Linked DNA regions of Mus musculus: region 2 is linked to region 1. A link is a contact called in public Hi-C data. All regions are on one chromosome and are shown on one strand. The core of a region is the stretch at or near the end of the contact, and the rest is flanking DNA. Distances in the headings are between cores, read along the strand shown. Region 1 holds the start of Slc39a10 (solute carrier family 39 (zinc transporter), member 10). Region 2 has its middle 200 kb from the start of Slc39a10.

Region 1 (6,898 bases), core at 2,481-4,980:
GAATGCAGTCTAAGGGCAGGTGCCAAGAAACTTCAAAGTAAATCAAACACTAGGGGGCAGCAAACTGTTGAGGATTGTATCAGGAAATCAACTCACAGACAAGACACAAAGACAGAGAAAGAGGATATGACACTGTATTCACTCATTTTGCTGTAGGGCTAGAGAAACCCAGCAAGTCACTATGGAAGTTAGTGGCTGCACTATGGAGACAGCTCATCTGCTAAGATACACCCCAGCCTTGTGTATAATTTTTAGTATGAGTTACACGATGAAAGATGGCTTAAAATTAAATCACTGTGATAAGAAGGTTCTTTGATTGCCTCCATTTCTCGTGCAATTTCAGTTGTCTCCTTTATCTAATGTTGGTTTAAAGTATTAGTGACTAAGTCCTTTTGATACAAAACTCAGCACTTCCACTCCTGAGGCAGGCACTACACTCATGACTAGTATTTTTATCCACATGATTTTAAGTCAATGCTGAGTTTGAAACCAACAGACAAGCTACCTACCTACACCCAGTCACTGAATGTGTCATAGCACAGGGATGCTTTGTGACAAAAAGCTGTGGGGTATAGGCTTCAGAAATCTGGCTTTGTAAAGAAACCAAAACATACACAGGTAAGTACAGAATAAAAGTGGTAAAAAGGCAAATGTACAGTTATCAGCTATTACATATGAGCTACAGATTTAAAAGATGTATTCTCTCAAAGGCCCAAGGAGTAGAAGCATTAAGTATCATCCTAGGGTAATCAATTATCAGGCAAAACAAAAGAGTAAATTCAATCATTACAGAAACGTTTGAATGTAGAAAGGGTTAGAACAACTATCTGGTTCATCATCATTAAAGGCCGTATTAAACTCCTGAATAGGTTTTATAATACTTCCAGGCTAAAGCAACCTGCAAAGGTAACCAAATTAGTTAATAGTATATCCAGTTTTTGAATCTTTAACCTCACTCCAAATCCCTAAATTCATCCCAATACTGCTCAATACCCAGGGTTCTGCAGAGCCAAGAGGAATGTAATATAAATTTCTTTAATTAAGAACAAATGTTCAGCTCAGCTATTGAACAATTTCCCTTGGGGAGGAAAAAATACACACACACACACACACACACACACACACACACACACACACACACACACACACCCCTATCTTCTCCATATATCGCTTAGGTTTCCTAGAGCAATGCTTGCATGCTAAACATTAGGCCTCCTCAAAGTAATTCAAACCAGGGTTGAAAATCTGGCAGAGCCAAAGGTGACTCCAAGGACTGAGGAAAGTGGATCCTGAGTTCCAGACACACAAGAGCTACATAGGGAAAGCATCAAGAAAAAACAAAAGTCTGGACAAAAAAGTGGGATGAGGGTGGTAGTTTACAAGCTATCTCAGGGGACTAGAGGCTGTAAAAGGAAGACCTAATCCAGGTAGCACCTTGTAATGAAATCTGAAATGCTACGGAATTTACAATGTTCTGGGAACTAACATGCTCCAACTTTGTCTGGACAGGTCTCAGGCAAACTCTAACTTTAGAAAAAAGGTTGTAAAATGTCCTTCAGTGTAAGTACCCTGGCTTATACAAAGTAAAAGTTCAATTTATGTTCAGAATTGGGCCCTAGCCCAAGAAACACTCCATTATTTAATATATCCAAATATCTCCTAATTCACAAACAAAAGCTGAAAACACTTCTGGTCCTGAACATTTCAGATAAAGGGTATTCACCTGCATAGCTCATGATACATATCCATACAGGCATACATTATTTGCAGTACTAACAATTAAGTGTAGATTTGTGCAAACCCTGGGCAAGTTTCCTACCACTCAGCTCTTTTACTTAACTTTTAAGACAAGCTCCAGGACTCTAACTTGCCAGCTTCCTTCCTCAGTCTCCTCCCACCCCTGCTCCCAAAGTAGCTGGGTTTATAGATCTGTGCCTTCAGGTATCACCTGAGAAATCGTCTTTGCCACCTCTTTTAAAGTAGCACCAAAACCATTCATTCTTGCGCATGGGTTCCTAACCACGCTTAGTTGATAGAATTCAGTTTTGTCAATTTGGGGAGAGATTAAAACCACTGAAATTCAGTTACTTTTCGGTGAGGATGTAACTTCCTGAATACAGGCCAAAATTACAGTAATACAAAACACTTAAATCCTTTAAGTATAATTTTTAGTTCTTGCTAGTTTGAAGTTAGTCATTATTAGGCAGGCCAGTACCGTTGATATTTAATGCTTTATTCAAGTATGGCTTACTCCATCAAAGCCAAATAGTTTCCCATTAACTCTTTCAATGTAACTTTATGTACCCTTAATAATCTATAGTCACAATCCAAGACCCTTATTCTAGAAAACACCAAATGCTAAAAATGCCCACCAGCACATTTTATTTCCTTCACAGCATTTATCACTTTATCACTGATGTGTCTTTCATCCTACTGTAATGTCCAATGCACATAGGAAGAGGGGTGTGTGGGATGGACTCCCAAGGTCCAGGAGAAATGACTCACAAGGTACTCAAATACTTGTAGATTACGGGAATCCTAACATTACTCTGTACACAGAAGTTCTGCTTTGTTTAGGCTTCCCAATAGCACTGTTAACAATTCTAAGCCTCCAGCTCTTGTATTACTTTTTCTTAATTACCATTAGATACACATCCAAAAAGAAAACATACAAGAAACCTGTCACCCGCTAGTTACCGCACTTAACGGAGACATAAATAAGTTTCTAGGAGACGGTGGGTTGTACTGTCTTTTAACTCATGCTTTGTGTCACTTGGAGCAGACACTGGGGTGAAGGACCCTTCCAAATCGGTGGCGGGGCGTCCTGCGGTGAGATTTCTTCCACGTGCCCAGCTCCTTAAACTCGGCCCATGTGGACAGGCTCCCACGTGAACGCGTCTTCTCAGAAGCCGCAGGAAGCCCTTCCACGTCACGCCACCCGACGCCTCGCCAGGCTGGAGAGTTCCGAAGACCCCCCCCCCCCCAAGGGAGGAGCGAAGCGTGGAGCGGATGCGGACCCCGCGGTGGGCCGGCCACTTCCCTCCGCTCCCAACCGCGCCCACGCCACCCTACACCCCGGTGGCCGGGAACAAAGCCCGCGGCCGCACCACGGTCGCCCCACAACCCGGCTCCGGGACCCGTGGGCTGCGCCACACGCAGTTCCCGCGCGCCCCACCGAGCCTTTTCGGTTGGCCCGGAGCTGAGCGGCCGCCGTCCGTTACCCCCCGCAGACGAGCCCCTGGGACCTGCCTCGGGTCCCGGGTCCCCCGTACGGCGGCCGCGGGAAGCCCGCGCAGCCCTCAACCGGCGCTGCCCGCTCCGCGGCCCCGCAGCAGGCCGTGGGGCGCGGGTCCCCCACCGCCGACGCGGCACACTCGGCTGGCCCCAGCCTCACGCGCCGCTCTCCTGCTCGCCGCCACCGCCTGCAGCAGCTGCGAACACACGCGTCCCAACCCAGAGGCCCCGGTGCCAGCCCCAACCCGGCCGCCCAGCCTCCCCAGCCGTCCCGGGACTCCCAGGCTCCGCCGCGCACGGGGCCGGTTCTGGGGGAGGGAATGTAAACAAATCGGGGTTTTATAGTTACCTCACACTCGAGTGCCGTGTGCATCTCCTCTCCGCTCGGTACCAAACCCCGGCTGCACCCAGTCGTGTATTCTCCAAAGCCGCCTGCGCTATCTGCGTCGCGGAGCCTAGCGCGAGAGCCGGCGCTCTACGCCGACGGCGCACTCAGCCTGCTCCGGCTCCCTGCGCAGCCGCACCCTGGCCGCCTCAGCGCTACGCCGGCGGCGCACCCGGCCCGCTCGGGCGCCCTGCGCAGCCGCACCTCGGCCTGATCGGCGCTACGCCGGCGGCGCACCGGCAGCGTTCAGCCATTCACTTCGCGGACGCGCCTGGCGTAGGAGAGCGGCGGCACCGGCGGGAGCTACACCGACTGGCGGCAACTGGAAGAAATTAGATCTACGCAAATTGCGGAGCTCTGTAGCTCCGCGCTAGTTTTGTTCTGAGAAAGGACTCCTCGGGGATTGGGGGGAGTTGGGGCGGCTTTTAACGCATGCGTGGAACGGCCTTGGTCGCCTCGCCTGGCCTCGCACGTCGGTTGCTGAGGCCTTGGGCTAGCGGATGAGACGTAGAAGCCTGGAGAACGAGCGTCCTAGGCCGAAGTTTCGGAGTGATCAATTAGGATTGCTGATCTGTACACGGGTTAGACATCTATATTAAATTAACTCCGCCCCCTCTGTCCCAGCGACCGTGCCAGTCTCTGGGCAAAACTAAACTTTAGTGCTATGTGCAAAGTGTTTTGCATAACTCCCCCCACCGCACCCCCATTTAAAGAGCACTTACAGTGGGACTTCCCAAACAGAAAGGAGTTGAGTTTAAAAATGTCACGTAGTTCTGGTAGCTTTGGGTACCCATCCAAGGACTTCCCACCACCTTCTCTTACTGGAACAGTTTTACACCCAAAGGCAAGCCCCCCCCCCCCCATCCGCCCAGCAACACCGGTGCATTCATGCTTATATCCTGCCTGTTCTTGGATCCCTTTGCTCACACCGCCATTCTCAATGGCCTCCTCCCCTCTTAAGCAACTAACAACCCACAATTTTCTTAAAAGGAGGCTCGGCAAACTCTTTGCTTCATTATTCATTACTCTGCTTCCTGACTCTTAATTCATGTCTAGGCTTATTTGTATTCTGCCCAGATGCCTGTGTTTCTGTATTCAAGCTGAGCGTATTTACTAGTGAAAGTGAATTCTGGCCTTGCTTTATGGATGAACAGAGTGCATATAACTCTGAGCAGTAGTAATTGCCAGCTTTATGTATCAGGTACCTCCAGCATGCTTTGCGTGTGTATTAATTTAATATTCCTAACAGACTGAAGAATGACTACCCAGGAAATAAAGTCATAGGAAATAAGTAACTTGCCTGAGAGAACCGAGGAGGGGCATAGAAAGCCAAACCTATTCGGTATGGCTACGTGGCCTGTCTCGCTGACTTGAACTCCATGAAAGAAGCTGTTTTGCCTTTTGTTTTCTACCTGTACACGGAACATCTTTCGAGTGCTTAATGAGTGGCTAAAACCACAGTGAGCTTCTTCTACTCCTCTTTCTCTGCTGTCAAAGGAAGACATTCTGATAAGTCCTCAGGCCTCAACATTAGTGGAAGAAGATAGCAGAGTGACCACAGTCCTCAGACCCATGAATTAAGCTGGGGATTACACAAAAAGTAATGACTTAAGTTGTATAGAGTTTACCAGTAGATCCTTTGGGTACAAAGCATTAAAATATCCAATTTGCCATGGTATTTTAAGGCTTCTAATTATTTGATTAAACACATTGTCAATATATATATATATATATATATATATATATATATATATATATATATATATATTTATAAACATTTTTCAAATAAGTTAGAGCCCTTGAGTCAAGTTTCGAGCAGTGATTTGGGGCTATTTGTTTACAAAACCAATGTTCACCTGGTTTGCACAGGTACATCTAAATACTTGGTTAAACACTGAAGTATGACCATGGAGAGCAGTTAGTAGCTACAGCTGTTAATGGGATTCCTCCATACTCCTCAATCTCTCACAGTCCTTTCAAGATTTTCGAGAATTTCAGATTGTGGCAACTAAAGTGCTAAAAGCTTCAGTCACGGTATTATTTCATGTATCTGTATCTGAAATTTAAAGGTAACCGTTTTACTTCTATGAGGCAATATAGTGAATCCAATGAATCTTTTAGTTCTTCCAAGGATTAGGAAAGAGCCAAATATAACAATGGGCATACAAATCACACCCCACCTTGAACTTTAACTGTCACTAAAGGAAGCCCAGGACAGAGGCCCAGCTTCCCTTCTAATTTTGAGAAAGTGCTCACCATCCACAACACAGTTATGGTGGTAATGAAATCTACAAAGGGCAGGAGAGATTCTAAGAAATCAGACCTTTCAAACCCAGTTGTTCTTTTCATGAATCAAGATTAGTAATAATAAATGATTTCTAAAAAAAAAAAATCTCCTTAATACACTTGAATCTAAACACGGATTCTCACATGACCAAATAGATTTGGATCATCCTAGAAAAGTCATTAAGAGAAGAAGGAAGATTAAATGGAGTGAAATACAAGGGACTGAGCACCAGAACAGGTATTTAAAACCTGGGAAAGGAAGGTGTCAGGCTCCTGTAAGCAAGGGTCTGAATGTAGGCTTTAAGTTGAACAGTTATCATTTCTAGAGACTCGGTGGTATTCCATACCTGGGAGTGAAAAACTTAGTTCAGCATCCTTTGTGAAGCTGACTCTTCCATTAAAATAGCTGCACCCTGGTCTAGGCACTGCTAGGAGAAGGGCTTTCCTCTGAGGGTTGCTGAGGCAGGTGCCAAAGCAGAGAAGATGTAGAGCTACCTCAGATTCACGTCAACATGCCCTTCAGAGTAAGATGATCCAATTCATGAGAAAGAGGAGGTTCACTCAGAAGAGTAAACTAAAGCCAAGACATTTACCCCTGTGGCATCAGGAAGCTTCCCTACCCCACCCTATTCTGCATACTCACTCACCCCTGCTAGCTCTTCAGTGCTGGGCCTTATTATTCTATTATTTATTTATGCTGCTCATGGAGTATATATAGTTTTTCAGGCGTTTTGTGAAAAAGACGTTCCAACAAAGCAGCAAATGTGCTTAGATTCTAAGGCTGGAAGGGTGGAAGGGTGCAGGACAAAGATAAACAAATAGCCCACTTCTCTTTCTTGCTCTCAGGCGGCATTTCCCACTCAAGAGTATTAAAATGAAGAAAAACAGGTCTGGTGACCCCCTGCAGAAGACACAGGACCCAGCTGCCACCAGGTGGCCAGTTTAGATCTTTTAAACTTCCAGCTGCACAAGCTAACTTGACTTTCAATAACT
Region 2 (6,898 bases), core at 2,012-4,511, 200 kb after region 1:
TCATGTTTCCATCCATGTTCACTAAGCAGACCTGGAGGGACTCACGGATGTGGCTTCAGTGACCTTTTTGAGGTGAAAAGGTGTTTAATCAGATTTTCCAAGACTAGGTCATAAAACATTCGTGTTGGGCCCTGAGACATAATACTCCAAAAATATGATCTCCTTTGCTCTGACCAATTTTGTCTCAAAGAAATGTACAGCCTTTCTAATCAATCGAAACTTCCTCTACCTTTGTTTTGCTTCTTGTTCTCCACCTAAGCTCGAGGCGAGGCTCTGTGAATTTACTCACCTGTCTCAGTGAAGAAGACATGGCACGACTCCTCCTCATCCCTTCCATGAGCTTTCCTTACCTTCCCAACACAGGAGAAAGAGTGAAATGTGTCAGGGCACCTCACAGACATTTGTCACACCACTGTCCTCTATTTCAGTCCCCTAGAAACTCACTTAGAATTATTGTGGGTTGGGTGTCACACTCAACAGACTTTGTTCTAGGCCATTGTGTATTTCTAAGCCTACTGAGTTTCATAAAAAAACAAAACAAAACAAAGAATCAGCCATGATTCCTCAGTCCCCAACACAGTGAATAATATGCATGACTTTTAAAGTCATATTAAGCTAGTGTGTACTAGTGTTCTGTGACTGTGTGCATGAGTGTAATAAGCATGTACAATTTCTCTCCAACTGATTTGTCGATTTCACTTGATTTCAGTACACCTTCAGAGAATGAAGACTCTTCACCCCTACTTCACCCAGAGAAAGGACTTCAGTGTCCAACAGTGGCACAGGGAAGGAGGGAGGGAGGGAGGGAGGGAGGAGGAGGAGGAGGAGGAGGAGGAGGAGGAGGAGGAGGAGGAGGGAGAAGAGAGAGAGAGATGAGAGAGAGAGAGAGAGAGAGAGAGAGAGAGGAGAGAGAGGAGAGAGAGAGAGAGAGAGAGAGAGAGGAGAGAGAGAGAGAGAGAGAGAGAGAGAGAGAGAGAGAGAGAGAGAGAGAGAGAGAGAGAGCGCTAGCTAGCTACGTGGATTTTATGTGGGCACAGACTATAGCCATCTGGGTTGACTCCATTGGCGTCTAAGAAACTGGCTGCTGCTTTGCAAAACCTGGAAAAGCTTTGGAAAGAAATGGAACAATTTATGGGGGAGACAACACAAAGATTAAATCTTTTAGGTGGTATGGTCATGCAGTCTTGCAGTCCTGGCTCTTAGGAAGTAGAGGAAGGAGGATTGGAAATTCAAAGGTAGCTTTAGGTATAGAGCTAATTTGAAGCCAACCTGGGCTAAATGAAACTTTCTCTCAAAACAGCAAACAAACAAACAAAGAAACAAAAAACAGGAAAATAAGATAAAAAAGTGAAACCCAAACAGTTTTCTCCTTTTAAATGACATTTTTAAAGAATAGGTATCTCAGATTCAAAAAATAAATGTACTTATAAAAACTTGAATAAAATTTCTAGCCCACTGAAATATCTCATGTTATCTAGAATTTTGAAATGTAATAATAGTTGGCGAAATCCTGGCTCACAGAGACCAATTGCTAAGTTTCCAGATATTTTATTAGGTGGGTATTGAACTCAGAAATTATGAAAAATTAAATGATATCATTTTGTGATTTAATACATTGCATTAAAAACAAAGTAAGCTGAGCATGGTGGCACACACCTTTAATCCCAGCACTCGGGAGGCAGAGGCAGGGGGATTTCTGAGTTGGAGGCCAGCCTGGTCTACAAAGTGAGTTCCAGGACAGCCAGGGCTATACAGAGAAACCCTGTCTCGACCCCCCCCCCCAAAAAAAAAAAACCCCAAAACAAAAAACAAACAAAACAAACAAACAAAAAACAAAAAACAAAATAACAAGCACTTCACATGGAATCATACTTATTTCTGTACATTTTATTATCTTTATTGTAGAAATTTCGTGGATATTTATGCTATGTGGATACCCTATAAATTAGTATTTTATGTCACATCTCTTTCTATTTTCATGACACTATGAATGTAGCTTGAGATTCACCATGGATGGGATATTTAGACAACAAGATTAGCAGATATTCCCAATTGGGAAATTTATTACTTTTTATTTTTTTTCTCCTTTTCTCTTCCTGCCCCACCGTTTCCAGTACATTTGTTTCTTGAATGCTTGTTAAGCACTTACCATCAGAACAAGAAGCACGAGGCAAAATAACAATGATAAAAGTAGTCAGAAATCCCAACCTGGAGCCAAGCAGATTGATGCTGTAAACACAGTGAACTAGGAACATAGATGGAAGTGATTTTGTCTTCCCATATCAGAACTTTTGAATAACATGTCAATCTTGTTACATATAGTTCAACAGGTCCTGTTGATTTCGTATGACCATTTCTAATCGCAGGTTTTCATTCCAATCTTAATTGCCAATGTTAGCTCTCACATACCATGCCACTCTATCTATCTATCTATCTATCTATCTATCTATCTATCTATCTATCTATCTCCCAGCCAGCCAGCCAGCCAGCCAGCCAGCCAGCCAGCCAGCCAGCCAGCTAGTCAGCCAGTCAGCAACACACATGTACATGTTACTGAATTGCTAAGAAAAGGTTAAAGAGACTTTTGCATGATAGAAGCTGTTCTGAATGTGGGAGGAGATGGCTCATACAGGCACAAGGGGGAAGTTCTGTAGGAGTTTTGATGAGAAGTTTTATAAGCTGTAGGCAAGGAGTTGTTTGGAATACAAAGCAGAGATATGTAGCTCAGTCTGGGTGGAAAAGCTTTTTTGAGGTGTCTTGAAGTGGACTGAATGTCATGAGTGGAAGAAACTTCACATGAAACAAGGGACACAGGTAAATGTTCTTCGTGGAAATAGCTTTCCAAAAGAGGCTCATGGCAACTAACCTAGAGACAGATCTGCATGCCTGTCATGTGTCTTTCTTTTCCAGTCTCAGATGGGAGAGTGTTATCCAAGTCATGATTGATAAGATCAAGTGTCTGATGTTTCTAATTTGATTTGATATCCATGATATAGATATTTATTGGCATTAAAGGATTATTTATCAATTTGTAACTCATAGAGTGTTGACCAATGGGACTTGCATAAGTTATTCAGTCATTCCTCTGTTCAAAGTAGAGTGAGTCAGGTCAAAACTGTTGTTCTATAATAAAAAGGAGCAATCCCTGGCATCACAGAGTAACTCAGAGCAGGTTCAGGTTACCATAGCAGGCCTGATTGCCAGTTAGGAACAAGAAGGGAATATGTTCAAAGAAATGACTGAGGAGTATGAGTTCAACAAGAGTAATTAACATCCACCCACATTCTCAAGGCTTTATTTTAGACAGCCCACACTAGAAGCAGGATGACTAAGTACACCAGTTATGTGCAGTTGATTTAATCCACTGTGGTGAAGCAGAAGGTTCCCTGTCTATCTAATGAGCACTTAGATTTGGGTTAGGAACCATGTGTGGACAGTCCTCACTCTACAAAGGCTGCCTGGGGTCTTATTGCTTCTGCAGCTTCCTTTACCCTCTTGGCGTTTTGCTCGGTGTCTGATAGTTTCAGGTTAGGGCTTTGCTCTCTCTCGTTACCAGCTGTTCTTTTAACTACTTTCTTATCCTTCTATTCTCTTTTCCTTATTGTATATCTTACTATTCTGAAAGTTTTCTTCTCTTAAAAATCTTTTCCAGCTTTTCTGTGATTTTTCTCTGTGCAGACTTTTCTAATCACCTAGATGTTGTTATCCAATCTGTTTTTACCATCTGGCATCCTTAAGGACTGTGAATCCCTGATCAAATTGTCATTCTTCATTAAGTTAACTTTTTGGGGTCTCCTTTGTCTCTTTAGTAAAACAGGAGAAATTTACTCCCTTCATGAAGATCTTGTAATGATGTTTTGTCCAGAATGTACTTTGAAAATTTTTCTATACCTAAAATAATCAATAGGTGGTTCTATAGTTTTACTATGTTAATCTAACCTGAACTTGTTACTCAGTTGCATTTCCCTCAGATCATCCACCATGTCTCACGATGAATGAATGTGAAAAAAGTGGGAGGGGCCAGGAAGCAGCAAAGAAGTCAGTTTGAAGAGTTCTCAGGCATGGAGTCACTTCTTAGTTCTCCCCAGTCACTGCCATCTGCAAATGTGAGTTTAGTGTTCTAATCCTGTCCTTTCTAATCCTGTCCTTTCAATTTTTGGATGTGGGGCAATAATTATTAGTGTTTTTGTAAGTAGTTTTTGAAATTAAAAACAGATACTTGCTGAATACTGGAAAATATTACTTAAAATAGGATTATTGGATGTATTTGGCCTACTGTCTATGACTATGAAATCTCTATAGTAAAGGAATATTTATTGAGCTGCTTTTGAGCACTGGTCTTGTCTTTATCAACAAAAAATATTAATCACATAGGATATGATGGATATTCTTGTATGTTTACAAGGAAATTCAAACAAAGCATTTAAAAGCAACCTTGATGTAAGGAAGCCCCCAATAGAGGAACAGAGTTAATTGTGTGTTTTACTCTTCTACAAGTTAACAGAGGACATCGGAAAGGAAAAACCAGCACGTGAAACATGACTTTTGTTTAATACTGTGAGATTAAACAAAACAAATGGGTATGGATACTATACTATGTCTATTAAATTTGTTTCTCACAGAGTATGAATACTGGAAACAATTTAATGGGGTTTTTAGAAAGTAATATTAAGTAATAATCACATAGAATGAGAGCGAGGCTTTACATAGTCAGAGAAAGAAGCAGAAATAGGGGACAGAGATTAGGATTAGCGCTGAGATGTAGAATTATAATCAGAGATACAAGTGTTCTGAGCAGAATGATGCACATACATGGTCTAACCTCAGGAGCTTGAGTATGCAAAGTTAATGTCAAGAAGAAATTTCAGATGCATTCAGGTTTCTTATCACTTGACCCTAGGATACCGAGCTTATCTAAATTATCTGTGTAGGTCCAATGTATTCATGAGCCTTATTATGAATGCACAGGTATGATGGAATCAGAGTCAGGATGATGCATTTTGCAAAGAACTTAATCAGGTTTTGCTGGCGTTGAAAAAGAAGAGAATTATGAACCAAATTTAAGGATGTCCAAAATCAAAGGCTGCGACTAGAATAATTTGAACAACAACATAACCTGTTGTGCCTAGAAGCATTCATGAACCCCAAAAGAATACCAAGGAGCCAATTATGATACAATCACATTAGTGTCTCTTTATTTAAGCTCAAGGTTGGGCCACAACACCATGCCTAATGCAGCAGAATGGGAGAGGGCAGTTTCAGGCAAGCATTCATAGAGGCAAGAAGGGGGTATCTAGCTTGGCACACATTTGATATGGCCTTTACTATTACTGGCTGGTGCTAGAAGCCAAACCATAAACTTCACTTTTGTTTTTCTCCTGATTGGTGGAGGTTAGGAAGTGAAGTGTCAGGGGCAGGCTTATAACCTGGAGGTGCAGATTTGTTGGGGAATAACCTGGAAACTGGTTCTAGACACAGGATTTGTTGCAGGGTAACCTGGAAACTGGTGTTAGATATTGGCCTGTTAGTTAACTTGAGTTCAAGCTTAGATCAGGTTCTCTAAGATGGAATTTGAACTCAAGATTTGGTCTCTCAAAATAAACATAGTATTGGATTATAACTAAAAAACCAAGAACTTAAACCAGATGTTTACATAATAATGGAGAAGAACCATCAGATATTTCTTTAGTAGAAGACATTTAATAAATGTTTTTAAAAAGAGAAAAGTAGAAGACCCATCATTATGTAGATATTCGGTAATAATTTTTTCAAGATTTATATATTGATGCTAAATCATAGACAAAGTATGATTAGCAAATTTTTGCATAATTTAAAAGTATTACTCTCATCCTAGTGGTGGTGGTTGTGCATACCTTTAATCCCAGCACTAGGGAGACAGAGTCAGGTTTAATCTCTGAGTTTGAAGCTAGCCTGGTCTACAGAGTGAATTCCAGGGCAGCTGGAACTACACAGAAAAGCCCTGTGTACATAAATATTCTCTAGATATTTATTAACTCTAAAGGGAAAAGAGTAACTTTATAGTGAAGAAAACTGTCAGACATCACCTTAACTTACACCCAAGGTGATATCCCATAAAACAGCACATTGTTGCCTGGTTCTTATCATCTTGATGCACTGAGAAGAGTCCAACCTTTCTTTTGAATACTGTTGTCAGGAACATGAGGCTTGACTGAATCAGGAGAAAACACCGTGGAAACCAAACTTGAATGACATTTTATATATAATTGTTTTATATACCTTTTAAAAAGCAAAAAGACCATGATGAGTAAATAAAAAAGCAGGAATGTCATAAAGTGGGCGGTTCCAAGGAGACAAAGCTACCAAACAAGATGTGAGATTCTGTATTACACTGGACCAGAATAGGACATTTGAGAAAAACTGTTGAGATTAGCAACTATTTTTTATTCACGTTCCATTTCAATCACAGCCCTCACTGCCCCCATTGCCCCTCCCCTTCTTCTCAGAGAAGAGGGAGCCCCCTTTGTGTAGCACCCCATCCTGGGACATCTAGCTCCAGCAGAACTAAGTATATTCTCTCCCACTGAGGTCCAACCAGACAGTACAGGTAGAGGGAAGGAAACCCAGTGGCAGGGAGTAGAGACTGAGAAAGCCCCCGCTCCACTTGTTAGGGATCCCACATGAAGACCAAAGCTTCACATTTGATACAATGTGCATGGGCCTAGGTCTTGCCCCTGCATGCTCCTGGTTGGTGGCACAGTCTCTGTGAACCCCCATGGCTCAGGTTAGTTGATTCTGTATGTCTTTTTGTGGTGACCCTTCTAACTTGCTCAATTCTATCCTCAATTCTTTAATAAGACTCCCCAAGCTCCACCTGATGTTTGACTGTGTGTCTCTGCCTCTACCTCCATCTGTACCT

The links. Hi-C and Micro-C count contacts between places; a contact is called where the count stands out from the background.
Region 2: a contact with region 1 is called in a Hi-C map of cortical neurons, with 3 times the contacts expected there. The contact joins the enhancer-like site here to the promoter of Slc39a10 in region 1. A contact is called at or near these places in 4 of 484 Hi-C or Micro-C datasets (cortical neurons, embryonic fibroblasts and embryonic stem cells) and 1 of 115 datasets of contacts at active chromatin or transcription factors (embryonic stem cells).

What each region holds. Positions count from the first base shown.
Region 1 is chr1:46,849,888-46,856,785 of GRCm38.p6, forward strand. It overlaps Slc39a10 (solute carrier family 39 (zinc transporter), member 10), which reads right to left and starts at 3,731. Exons shown (of 10, transcript NM_172653.3): 1 at 3,584-3,731.
Region 2 is chr1:47,048,025-47,054,922 of GRCm38.p6, forward strand. No RefSeq gene overlaps it. Among named protein-coding and RNA genes, the nearest start is that of Slc39a10, 200 kb to the left of the region's middle. Within about 2 kb of position 3,262, at least 8 of the 459 cell types and tissues checked have an H3K27ac peak or open chromatin away from gene starts, as enhancers often do. A contact at or near this core is called in cortical neurons, where this site is marked.